2 separate regions of the Mus musculus genome follow, and region 2 is linked to region 1. Evidence: chromatin contacts called from public HiChIP or PLAC-seq data. All regions are on one chromosome and are shown on one strand. Each heading gives the region's core, a stretch centred on a gene start, on an enhancer-like site or on the middle of the called end of the contact. The rest is flanking DNA. Distances are from core to core; before and after follow the strand shown. Region 1 overlaps Focad (focadhesin). Region 2 has its middle 7.9 kb from the start of Ifna15.

Region 1 (5,843 bases), core at 2,183-4,682:
TGAAAACCCATTTAAGGTAAAGACAATTTTGGACCACGTTCTTGCAACTGATTACAAGGGGCTGAAGTCTGAATGTCTCTATGGTAAGATAATCTTCAACCCATTCGTGTGCTTTGTTCTCAAAACTTTGACATTTTTTTAAGGCACCTATAAATGCCTGAGCATTACGAAGATGACGGAAGAGGATCCTCCAGAAGGTTTTCAAGTGGATAGCAGGGAATAAAACCAAGAATAAGATTAATAATGTTACAAATCAAACTGCAAGTTGTTGTGGGGACACAAAAGAGAGACACCTCAGCACCTGCAACAAGCAAGGATGAGGATCAAAATGTAGAGGAAAATGTAAAACAGTAGGCTTAGTCAGGGAAGGGGACAAAATTCAACAGAGGTAGGCAATTATTCTCTACTGACGGTTCAACAACCAATAAGCCTGGCAGATCATGTTCTCTTACTGCTAAAAAGAAAAGAGAACGTACAACCAGCTCTAGAACATTTCTTCTCCTTAAGAACTTCATAGTCACAGCAGCTAATAAGAGCACAACACAGGGCTCCAGCTCTAAAATTAGCACACCCCATTCTGTGTCCTTCATTTATTTTATTTTACGTTACCTTTCAGGGCATTGCTGGAAAAAAGCTGTCAGCTGCTGCAGGAGTAGTGGCCAGCAATCAGGCCTGTGCTCAAGCACGGTGATCAAAGGCTGAGGAGGATTTCTGAGAAACACAGGAAATCGTATTGTTAGCTGTCATTTCAGGAGCACGCATTCTCTCTATCCAAATATAGCAGCAAGAAGCCAACACCAGCTACAGACATTTCCCAGGATCTATAATCATAAAACTATCACTTCCTGAGCTGGGGAGGTGGTTCATGAGAAATGACTTTTCCTGCATTTTATCTAATTCTTCTCCTGAAAAGAAAATAGATCCAGAGTCTCAAGAGATCTAAATTAAAAAATTTAATAGCTCAGACTTCAGCCCATTTCCTAAATCCAGTAGCTCTCTCCAAACTACCCTTTGATGTCCTCATTCCTCCTCCTACTGCCCTTTCCCATGCAAGTAACTTGTCTGTCCCTCTCACATTAGGCTAGCTCATAAGCAAACTGTATCTTCTGCTCTTGGTTACTTTTACCTTGTTTATTTTTATTTCATGTATGTCTGTGCATCACGAGCATCCAGTGTCTAGAAGCCAGAAAATGGCACTGAATCCCCTGGCTCTGGAATTATAGATGGTTAGCCTCAATGTGAGTGCTAGGAACTGAGTCACCAATCCTCTGTAAGAGCGACCAGTGCTCCTAGCACTGAGGCATCTCCCTGGTTCATCCTCATTTTTTTCTAGAGTCTCAGTACATGCACAGTTCTGTGTCTTCCAGCATATTTAGTATAAAGGAAAAGACAATATTCCTCCCATCTCAAATAAGAAAGCTTCCAAGCTGAAAATGCTTTCAAACCACTGTTGTACAGGGATTTGTAGTACTTGGCCTATTTCCATTAAGATATCTAAAAAGGCTTTATTAAACAGAGAATCTGAAATCTGGAGGATTCTCAGAGAATGGAGCTTTAGGAAGAATAAAAAAGCATAACAGATTCTTTTCAAGAGTTCAAAATCCTAATTATAGTTGTAAATGTACCAAGGGGTTTTGCTTTTTGTTTTTTGTTTTTATTTTATATTTATTTATGCATTTGGGGGAGAAAGGCACCATGGACTGAATGTGAAAATCACAGGACAGCTCTTGGGAGTTAGGTCCCCTTCCACCACGTGGGTTCAAGGGATTGAATTCAAGTCATCAGGCTTGGTAGCAAGTGGATACAGATGAATATTTCTTAGGACTTATCTGTGCAATGCCAGGGATCAGGCCAAGGGTCTCCCATGCTGGGCAAACGAGCTCTTTACCACTGAGTCACACCTGCAGGATGCAAGCAACTTCCTAGGAACAACCCTCCTGATTCCTTTTAAATGTTTGTTTGTTTGCTTATCTGTCTGTTTATTGTACCACACAGCATGTGTGGAAGCCACGAGAGAACTTTTGAGAGTCGGCTCTTGCCTTACTCTCTTGCTCGGACTGCAGAGTGTCCTGCTGGCTGCAGAGTATCCTGCCGGCTCTGCAGTGAAGTACCTTCCAGGCAAGTCTGTCTCCAATTCCCATCTCCACATAGCAGTGTGAATTCCGATACACTCTCCCACATCTGACTTTTCACGTGGGTTCTAGGAATGAACTCAGGCCATCGGGCTTGCAAGAGCTTTTACCCACTCAGCCGTCATCTCAGCAGCCTTGTAAAGGTCTAACCCAGCCTGAACTCAGAATCATAATCCTCCTGCCTCTGCATATACTCTACCAGCATGGACCATGGCTCTTCTTGGTTCTTAAAGCATGGTGGGTTTTCCAGCATATCAGCATCATTACCTAGAAAGTGTGAAACACAGATCCCCGTAGCCCATGCAGATCTACTAAAGCCCTGGCATGAAATATAGGTCAGAGTGTAGCTCTCACCCAATGCCGAAGCCTCAGTTACCTTGGGGTTGCTAGGAATAGTGTTCATGCATAAGCAACTTTTCAAAACTCTCTAGGTGATTCTAATATGTTCCACACTCTGAAAGCTGCTACAAAGGGAAAAAATGAAAATAAAAACCTCTGAAGAAGGAAGTCAAGGGTAGGAATATTTCTGTTTATACTCTTTTACAAAGAACAAATTTTAGTAGATCTTATCTCATAGGCCAGCAGCTTGCTCATTAACACACAGGCTATTTCTGACTGCCAGATTAAGGTCATTGCTAAGAGGTAGTTCCACCCAACCTTTTACACCAAGCCTCAAAACTCACATCAAAATCATGTATATCAATCCCAAACTCTTTGGCAAGTAAAGCTATCCAGAATCACCTTCCATCCTGGGTGTCAGAGATACGAAGTCCAAATACTCCCAAGTCCTAAATGCCACTCAGCACATCACAGCAGGATAAGGTCTTGAACACTAACAGCAGTTACTGCCCCTATGTGCTCTTCTGATAAGCATGCTGGTGTAAGGAGTTTTGTACAGGACCAGTCACTAACCCTCCAGCTAAGGGTGGCGTTCATGACTACTTAAGAAGATAATCTGAAAAATTTACAACCAAGCTTTTATGTAATCACTAAGCTCTGAAATGATTTCCAATTCCTCTCTTAGAAGTCGGCTCTTGCAGAGATGGCTAAGTGGTTCAGAGCACCGGCTGCTCTTCAAGTGGGCCTGGGTTCAATTCCCAGCAACCCATGGCAGCTCACAACGTCCGCAACTCCAGTTCCAGGCCATCTGGCACCCACTCATGCCAAACATACAGGCAAAATACCATTGCGCATAAAATAAACTCTAAAAAAAGAAAAAGAAAGAGAAACCAGCTCCTTGCCCAACCTGGCCTCTCCTCTTCCTGTTTCCCCCAAAACCCCACTGCCTCTTATTAACCCTCTCATCTTCATTCCTCTTCCTGTCTCTCCTACCCCAACAAGATAACAATGACAGATCTCCCCTTGACAACACATTCAAATTAAACCAGGTCAACAGAAATAAAACACAGTCATCTTAAAGTAGTAGAAATTACACACATATGCAACCAGCTCTCATCTGACACAGCTTTGTTACACTCAGAATAGAAGGAACCATTCACTTTGTTGCAGGAAATGAAAGGGTCTATTTCACCAGCTACTGGATTCAGTCAATTCCAGTTAGCATCTCAAAGTTAATCCCTAAAGATTAGATTGAGTAGAATATACGAGAATAAAGGTCCAAATTAATTACTGATTTAGACCTCTAGATAATTAATTTCTCCAGGAAATTGAATGCATTCTAAGTGACAATACTGTAAAAAGTAACGTATGATACTGATTACAAGAGGCTGATAACCTTGAAAGAAGTGGCATAAAAAATGCAAACATTGACTCTTATTGATTAGGTTTGGATTACGAATATTATACTTTTTCAAACAACACAAATAACCTAAAATCAATTATAGTTGCCAAAGTTTTGTTTTTAAGCATAATAAACCAAAAAGCTAAATTTTCCCTTGTGAATCATCAAATTGATATGTGAATACACGTAAAAAATAATACACAAAGGCTTACACTCACATAATAGAATGGATATATCTTAATTAAACAAACTGCACCACTTCCATGCATGAGACTGACTGCCTCTTAGCACTACTGGCGTGTTATATAGACAGTCTTCACAGCAGGGGCAAAGCTTGATCAACAGCAACCTAGCCTCCTCCACCAGGAGCTCTTAAACTTCCTCCAAGTACTGACAATCAAACGTGTCCTCTGACTCTGCCTAATGTCCTCGTTGGGGTGAAACTGCCTCTGGTTCAGAATCACTACCTGAAGTCCACAGCAAGTGCAAAGCGAAGCACAAAGCCGACCGGGCTTTAACTTAAACAGCACTGAAAGTCATCAATCATGACCAAAAACTTACATTTCTTATGGAAATACGCTTAACAAAAATTAGCATTGGATGCACAAGAAAACTGAAAAGGCTTAAAGTGGGGGAAAAACGTAAAATTATTCCTTTACAAAATAAGTCTTATTCTAAAATAAACATCATTAGAGAATACAGATGCTAATTTGAGTATGACAGAAAATGAAGTTATTATCCTATCAAAAATATTATAATTAGAGCATGAAAAATGTCATAAGGCTGAGTATAGTTCACTCTTGATATATTCAAGATTTGATTATTAAATTTATGGATTATTCAAATTTTTTCTTTCTTCCTCTCACTTGTTGTTTGTTAGCCATTCAACTTCTTTCTTTAACATGTATTCAAATGAGAAAGTTCCAGGCATTTGAAAGGATACACAATTTAAACTCCAAAAATTTAATTGGGAAGTACCAGAGTGGGGGAGGGAGAGAGAAGGAGAGAGACAGAGAAGGGGAGAGGGAGGGAGGGAGGGAGGGAGGGAGAAGGGAGGGAGGGGGAGGGAGGGAGACAGCAGGCTGGCAAACGAGAAGCACACTTGTGTACTTCCTGATTATGGCTGCCTTCAGATCCCTTCCTGCTCCATGAGATCTCTACCATGATGAGCTGGAACTGGAACTCTAGACCAAAATACACCCGCTTTCCTTCAATAAATCCACTCATTAATTCAATCATTCTCAAATCTGCTACTCAAGCTACAATAGTTAAATTACCCCATCTTTGTTTAAAATGTATGGCTGACCCTCCAGCCAACCAGGTCATTTGTAACTAATGGTGGTAGCCACAAAGTAGGACATCTTGAAAATACAGCCAAGTGTGGATGCCACCATCCCTGTCATCACTGTAGTAGATTTTATACAAGCCATGCAGCATGCTTGGACTCTTTTTTTTTAATAGTCATGTCCTTATATCAAATAAAACTGAAACTAGAGAGAAAGGATGTGACAGTGGGAGCAAGGAACACAGAACTACACACACAAAAAAAAAAAAAAAAAAAAAAAAATTCGATTCTCATGTAGCCCAGACTGGCTTCCAAGTCACTATATAGCCTGCCTCTGCCTCCCCAGTGCTGGGATGATAGGTGTGCACCACAATACCCCATTCACACAGATCAAACCCAATGCCTACACATACTAAGCAAGAACTCTAGCAACTGAAAAATACATCTGTCTCCAAATTCTCATTCTCCAGCAAAGCACGAGTTCTCTGGCAAGAGAATTAGTCTCTCTTGACCAATGTTCCTTCATCTTTAAAATGAGCTCAGGCTAGATAGCTAATAGCTGATGCATAACCCACATGAACATTAAATCCCAGGCAGAGGATGCACAGGATACAATCAAGCCCTGCAAAGGAAACAAACCACAAAGATGGCGCCCCCATCTGTAATTATATGGTAAGCTTGAATG
Region 2 (5,843 bases), core at 1,662-4,161, 380 kb before region 1:
ATCATATTGATAATATACAGGAGACAATTTCCTGAACAGAACACCACTGGCTCAGGCTCTAAGATCAACGATTGATAAATGGAACCTCATGGAACTAAAAGGCAAAGGACACGTCAATAGGACAAAAAGGCAGCCAACAGAGTAGGAAAAGATCTTCACCAACCTTGTACCTGACAGAGGGCTAATATCCAAAACTTATAAAGAACTCAAAACATTAAACACCAACAACTCAAATAACCCAATTAAAAATGGGGCACAGAGCTAAAAAGAGAATTCTCAACTGAGGAATCTGAAGTGGCTGAGAAACACTTAAGGAAATGTTCAAAGTCCTTAGCCATCAGGGAAATGCAAATCAAAAGAACTCTGAAGTTCCATCTTACACCTGTCAGAATGCCTAAGACCAAAAACCCAAGTTGTAGCACATGCTGGTAAGGATGTTGAACAAGGGGAACACTCCTCCATTGCTGGTGGGAACACACACTTGCACAACCTCTTTGGAATTCAATTTTTTTTTCCCCAGAAAACTGCAACTAGTTCTACCTCAAGACTCAGCTACACCACTCCTGGCACATACCCAAAAGATGTTCCAACATCCCACAAAGACTATGCTCATAGCAGCTTTGTTCATAATATCCAGAAACTAGAAACAACCTAGATGTCCCTCAACTGAAGAATGGATAAAGAAAATGTGGTACAACTACGCAATGAAATAGAGACATCAAGAATTTTGCAGGCAAATAGATGGATCTTGAGTATATCATCCTGAGTGAAGATACCCAGTCCCAAAAGGATATGCATGGTATGTATTTATGAATAAGTGGGTATTAGCCATAAAATACAGGATGCCCATACCATACTCTACAGACCCAAAGAGGCTGGACAGTAAGGAGGGCACAAGCAAGGGTGCTTGAGTCTCACTTGGAAGGGAGATGGAGTGATCATGGAAGGCAGATGGAGGGAGAGACCTGGGTGGGAGAGGGGATCTGGGGAAGTGGCTCCTAGAGAAGAATGTGGATTAATGTCTCCAGAAGGTTCTTTTTCTGTCTTTAGATACGTTTTCTGAAAACAAATACCAGGCATATTAGTACGAATCCACAAACGTTTAAAGCATTGTATTTAAATAATTATTTAATTTCCAAAGTATAGTTAACCTGTTGATATGCTAATTAATATTACTCTACAATAAGCTTCAATAAGTATTTGCTTTTCAAATTCAGTTCTGTTTTTAAACATTACTGTTAGGCTCCTCATGAATCATTACAGACTTTGTGTTGGTCTTTTGCATAATTTATTCATGACTAATTTCTAATCCTTGCTATATACATTTTCTAAAAACTAGTGGTGTTTTGACTGATGTCTGGGCTGGTGTCGTTGTTCTTGCTGTTCTTGTTTTGTTTTGTTTTGTTTTTACTTTACCTGTGTACCAAGAGCTGTGTGGTTCTTAGTTCTGAGTTTGTTTCTTCTTTTGATGATGGAATGTTTATATCAGAGGACTAAGCCTCTCCCTAACCTTATTTCTTTCTGACTTGAAGTACATTCAGTACAAATGTTTCAACATTCAATCTTGTATTCTACCAGGGTTTTCCATCTAGGATAGTAAAACGTACATTGCTTTCTGTTAGTGTCCGCCATTCCTGGAATATTTGATTTTATTTCCCCCCATGTCTATCCTCTGGTACATCTTGCCTGCTGATAATACAGTATTTTCCACATTATCTCATTTATTAGTGTGGTTAGTAAACATGTTCTCTGTTCACTTATTGCTCATCACCGAAAGTGTCTAATAATTCCTATGGGTTCTCTAAGAAATCATGCTGATCAGGTTGTGAGGATCAAGTCAGAAAGGAACGCTCCACCGTGGACTGCATTAGTCTCTGCCTCCAGATTCCTGCTTCTCTGAGTTCCTGCCTTCGCTCCCCTCAACAGATTCAGGATGCAGTAGCCAGATAAAGCCTTTCCTCCCCAAGTTCGTTTTGGTCACAGTGTTTCATCATAGCAATGGTAACCTGAACTAAGACACCGTGTTTTAACACTGTGACTTTAGAACTGGTGTGCAGTGGAGAGCTTTAGTTAATCATTCAATAGTACTAATTGCACCTGGCGAATTTTAAGATAAATCAAGGAGTAAGATATATGGTCAAATGGATGAAAAAAAAAAATAAGAAAGAATCTTCCTCACAGAATAAAGAACAAAACAGCATATTAAGCAGAGAAATACTATTATGCACGCTATATAACAGCAACCATTGATAAAGAAGACTGTCAAGAGAAATAACTTAATAACCATATACACTCAGACTTAAAGTAATTGGTAACAGAAACCCAGGCAGGCTATGCCAGCACATGCCTTATTCCCAGCGCCCGGGAGAGACTATAGCGTTCAAGGCCAATCAAGGCACATAGGATGATCTTGTGGCAGTCAACGTGCCTTCTACTGAGTTTTTCAGACCTCCAGAACAGTGCTTATTGATGGAGCATTGCCGTCCGTTCTTGTCCAAAAGAGAAATTCCGTAGACCTTTGGGACAAGTCCTGGAAAAGGTCAAACTTCCTCTGTCACAGGAGCAGCTGGGAGCCGCACTGCAGGGCTGCTATCCCTCCCATTTGAGCCCCTCCAGCTTCGCAGAATCCATTTCAGAATCCAGCCAAAGCCACAGTAATTCTCCTGCCTCCACTCTCTGCTTGTCCCGCAGGTGGCAGGTGTTTCTCTTCTCTTTGTAGTTTTAGTTTTCTGTCTCTATGAAGAATGAAAAGCAAAAGTTCTTAATAAAACAAAAAAACAAAAACAAAAAACTGCTCTACACAGTTTTGAATTTGTGTCTCGAGGAATATTTTGGGGGTGGAGTTGAATGCCCAGTCAGAGTGACGTGAAGATCCGAAAGTGAAAGGAATCGTTGGGTTTGCATCCTTGAGCAGTGAATGGGAGCGCGCCCCCTGCTGACTGCGCGTCACCTGACTGAGCCTACGTCCTAGGAGCCAGAGCTTGCTTGAGTGTCAGTCCATAAGTCAAATCAGATACTGGTTGGTTACTCTCACAAGCTCCGTGCCACCATTGTACTAACAGAGCTTGCTGGCGGACACCATAGATCAAAGGAGTTGTAGCTGGGTTGGTGTTTTACTGTTTTCCTTTGCGCATACATAATACTTTCCTGTACCAAAGATGCTAGCACATATGGGTGGAGATGTCCATTTGGGGCCCCGTTTCCCCCATTATTTGGCGATTTCATTTAGGTTGCCTTCATATATGTAAATATTTTAGGAAGCTTCTACTATATTGCCCCCATACTATCAAATGGGCCTTAATTTAGCTGTCTTCTCCCCATCTCCCGTCACTCATTCCCCTATTTACCCTTCCCCAACTTGATCCTTCCATTCTACACACACACACACACACACACACACACACACACACACACCACCATTCACCATTCATCCATAGCTCTCTATTCTATTCCCCTTTCCAAGGAGATCTATGTTTCCCCAATCCCTTGCTGCATACCTATTCTTGCAGTTCTACTGGTTATAATAGCTTGGTTAATATTATTTTAACAGCTAATATCTACATACAAGTATATATTTGTCTTTCTGCCTGAGTTACCTCACTTTAAATAACTTTTCTTTAGCCCCATCAGTATACACGCAAATTTTATGATTTTACTTTTAATGCTAAGTAAAATAATCCGTTGTGTAAGAGTAGCAGAAAATTGGCATATCTCGTTTTGCATTCTTTTAATTCCCCCCCTTTTTAACAATAAATTATTTATTTTTAGACAGAATGGCTGGTACACAGGTGTTCATTACATTGTCATGTGAATACATTCTCATTATTTTTTTAAAAAAGCATTTCAAGTGCATATTACATTTTTTACATCAGTGGATTGAAATTCTTAAATTTTAAATAATTCTTCAAATAGCCAATTTTTAGAGATACCAGCTATTGAAGTTCAGTTAATGGATTTAGTAATTCTTTCTTTTAACAGTGCGGGCTTCCTTTGTGGTTGGTGACAATCTTCCTAGTGAGGCTTTGTGGTATTTTCCTTTCTCCTTGTATCTCTCTTACTGATTTATCTTTCTTCCTGGTTAGCCCAAGGCTTACATAAAATATCTAATAGTTAGGATATGCTCACTTCATGTAACAGATGCTTAATTTCAATTGCCTTTAACGAGGCCCTGCTTTCGCATCAAGCCCTAAACTATGCTCTTGACATCATATTTTACTTCTGTTTATACTGTGTGTGTCAACTGACTAATGATTATAGCCATAGTTGTTTTTACTAACTTCCCTTCTACCATTTTAACTAGCATTCAAAGTGGTGACTTTACGCTCTAACTTATGGTATCCGAGTACCTTGACCATGGATATGTATTTATATTACCTTTACTGTTAAGTTTTAAATGTTCATATGTTGCTACATCTCAACTTGAAAGTTGCCACTTAGTAGTTCCCTGTAGGCTATTCCCATAGGAGAGTATTTTATCAATGTGCTTGTATGAAATACAGTTCCTTATCTCTGTTACTTATGAAAGACATCTTGGCCAGGTATTGTATTATTATCTTGCTTGTTTTCCCTTTGAACCTTTGAGGACGCCCTCCTATTCTTCCAGGGATGTGAGTTTTTGTTGAGAAGTATACTGGCATCCTGTGGCCCTTGCCTTATGTGAGATAGGTGTTTACTCTCAGGGAGACAAATGCTTCAAGACTCCCTTGGTCTTGTTGACAGGTTAAGTATACTGTGTTCCAGAGACATGTTTCACCTAAGCATGAGAATAAGACCCAAAGGATGCATAATTTCATGACTTTGTCTTTGTCCCAACGTCACATAGTATACTTACACAAACTTAGACACTGTAACCCACTATACATTGAGGATGCAGGAAGTGGCCTCTCACTCCTGGCTATAAAGCAGGGCAGAATACTCTAAAGGCTGAAGGCAGGTGTAATATAATGGTCAGTACTTGGGCTGATAAGCTTAAACATACTTCAAATAGAAAATTACACTAAATATACGTATGAGATGTCAAATAGCACACTGTTGTAAGGTGTTTGCCATTCATGACACATTTAGTAACACAGTTGCTCTGAGTCAGTGACACTGTGGGTGGCTGCCAAGGCCTGGGATGTCACTGTAGGCTCCTGAAGACTTTCCAACACTGCAGATGCAAGCAACATCAAATCTGTTTTGTAATACTCAGTGTATTACACTGAATGCAATACCTCACTCAGCACCTCAGTGTAGTATAACATTTTTACTTTATAAACATTTTAAAAACTTTTTACATCTTTTTAATAGCACTTAGCTTAAAAGAAACACAAAATAAAAAAAAAATAATTCTCTATGTATTTCCCCTGGAAGATTTTTTTCCAGTTTCAATATTTACATTTTTTTTTTTACTTTTCAATTTTTTTCTTTTTTTTTCATTTTTTTTTATTAAAAACTTAGACACATGGTCAGGATGGTCACACCTCCCGCCGGCCCCCCCCCCCCCACACCAATCATGGCTCACTGGACGTTCTCAGGCAACGATCCACACAGGTAATCAACTCCAGTGATGTAGCACTTCCTCTAGAGTCCCCCTGAAGAAGCCCCTGGAGCTCCTCTCAGGGAATTGTCACTTGGTCCAGAAGTACATGGCGGTATTTGCTTGAGGTTTTCTCTGTTTTCTTCACAGATTCACTTGAAGCAGATAGGACTCCATGAGCAATCCTCTTCATCAAAGAAACCTTGTCAGCATTGAGGTCACGATTTCAAACATTTCTGGAACTGACACATGAGATTTGCCCTTGGTGTGGGGTACGAGGTGATGTCATCACATACACCTTGTACTATGGTTAAATCAGAAAAAC

What was found. HiChIP or PLAC-seq counts read pairs in DNA pulled down with a chosen protein or histone mark.
Region 2: a contact with region 1 is called in a RAD21 HiChIP or PLAC-seq map of pro-B cells, with 2.8 times the contacts expected there. The contact joins two enhancer-like sites. A contact is called at or near these places in 2 of 15 datasets of contacts at CTCF or cohesin (the NIH/3T3 cell line and pro-B cells), 2 of 484 Hi-C or Micro-C datasets (brain and embryonic stem cells), 4 of 115 datasets of contacts at active chromatin or transcription factors (the NIH/3T3 cell line, astrocytes, bone marrow-derived macrophages and 1 more) and 2 of 9 other capture datasets (adipose tissue and liver).

Annotation. Positions count from the first base shown.
Region 1 is chr4:88,164,775-88,170,617 of GRCm38.p6, reverse strand. Focad (focadhesin) reads right to left here. Exons shown (of 44, transcript NM_001081184.1): 6 at 610-711. Among named protein-coding and RNA genes, the nearest start is that of Mir491, 46 kb to the right of the region's middle. Within about 2 kb of position 3,432, at least 62 of the 459 cell types and tissues checked have an H3K27ac peak or open chromatin away from gene starts, as enhancers often do. A contact at or near this core is called in bone marrow-derived macrophages and pro-B cells, where this site is marked.
Region 2 is chr4:88,547,454-88,553,296 of GRCm38.p6, reverse strand. No RefSeq gene overlaps it. Among named protein-coding and RNA genes, the nearest start is that of Ifna15, 7.9 kb to the left of the region's middle. Within about 2 kb of position 2,911, at least 74 of the 459 cell types and tissues checked have an H3K27ac peak or open chromatin away from gene starts, as enhancers often do. A contact at or near this core is called in bone marrow-derived macrophages and pro-B cells, where this site is marked.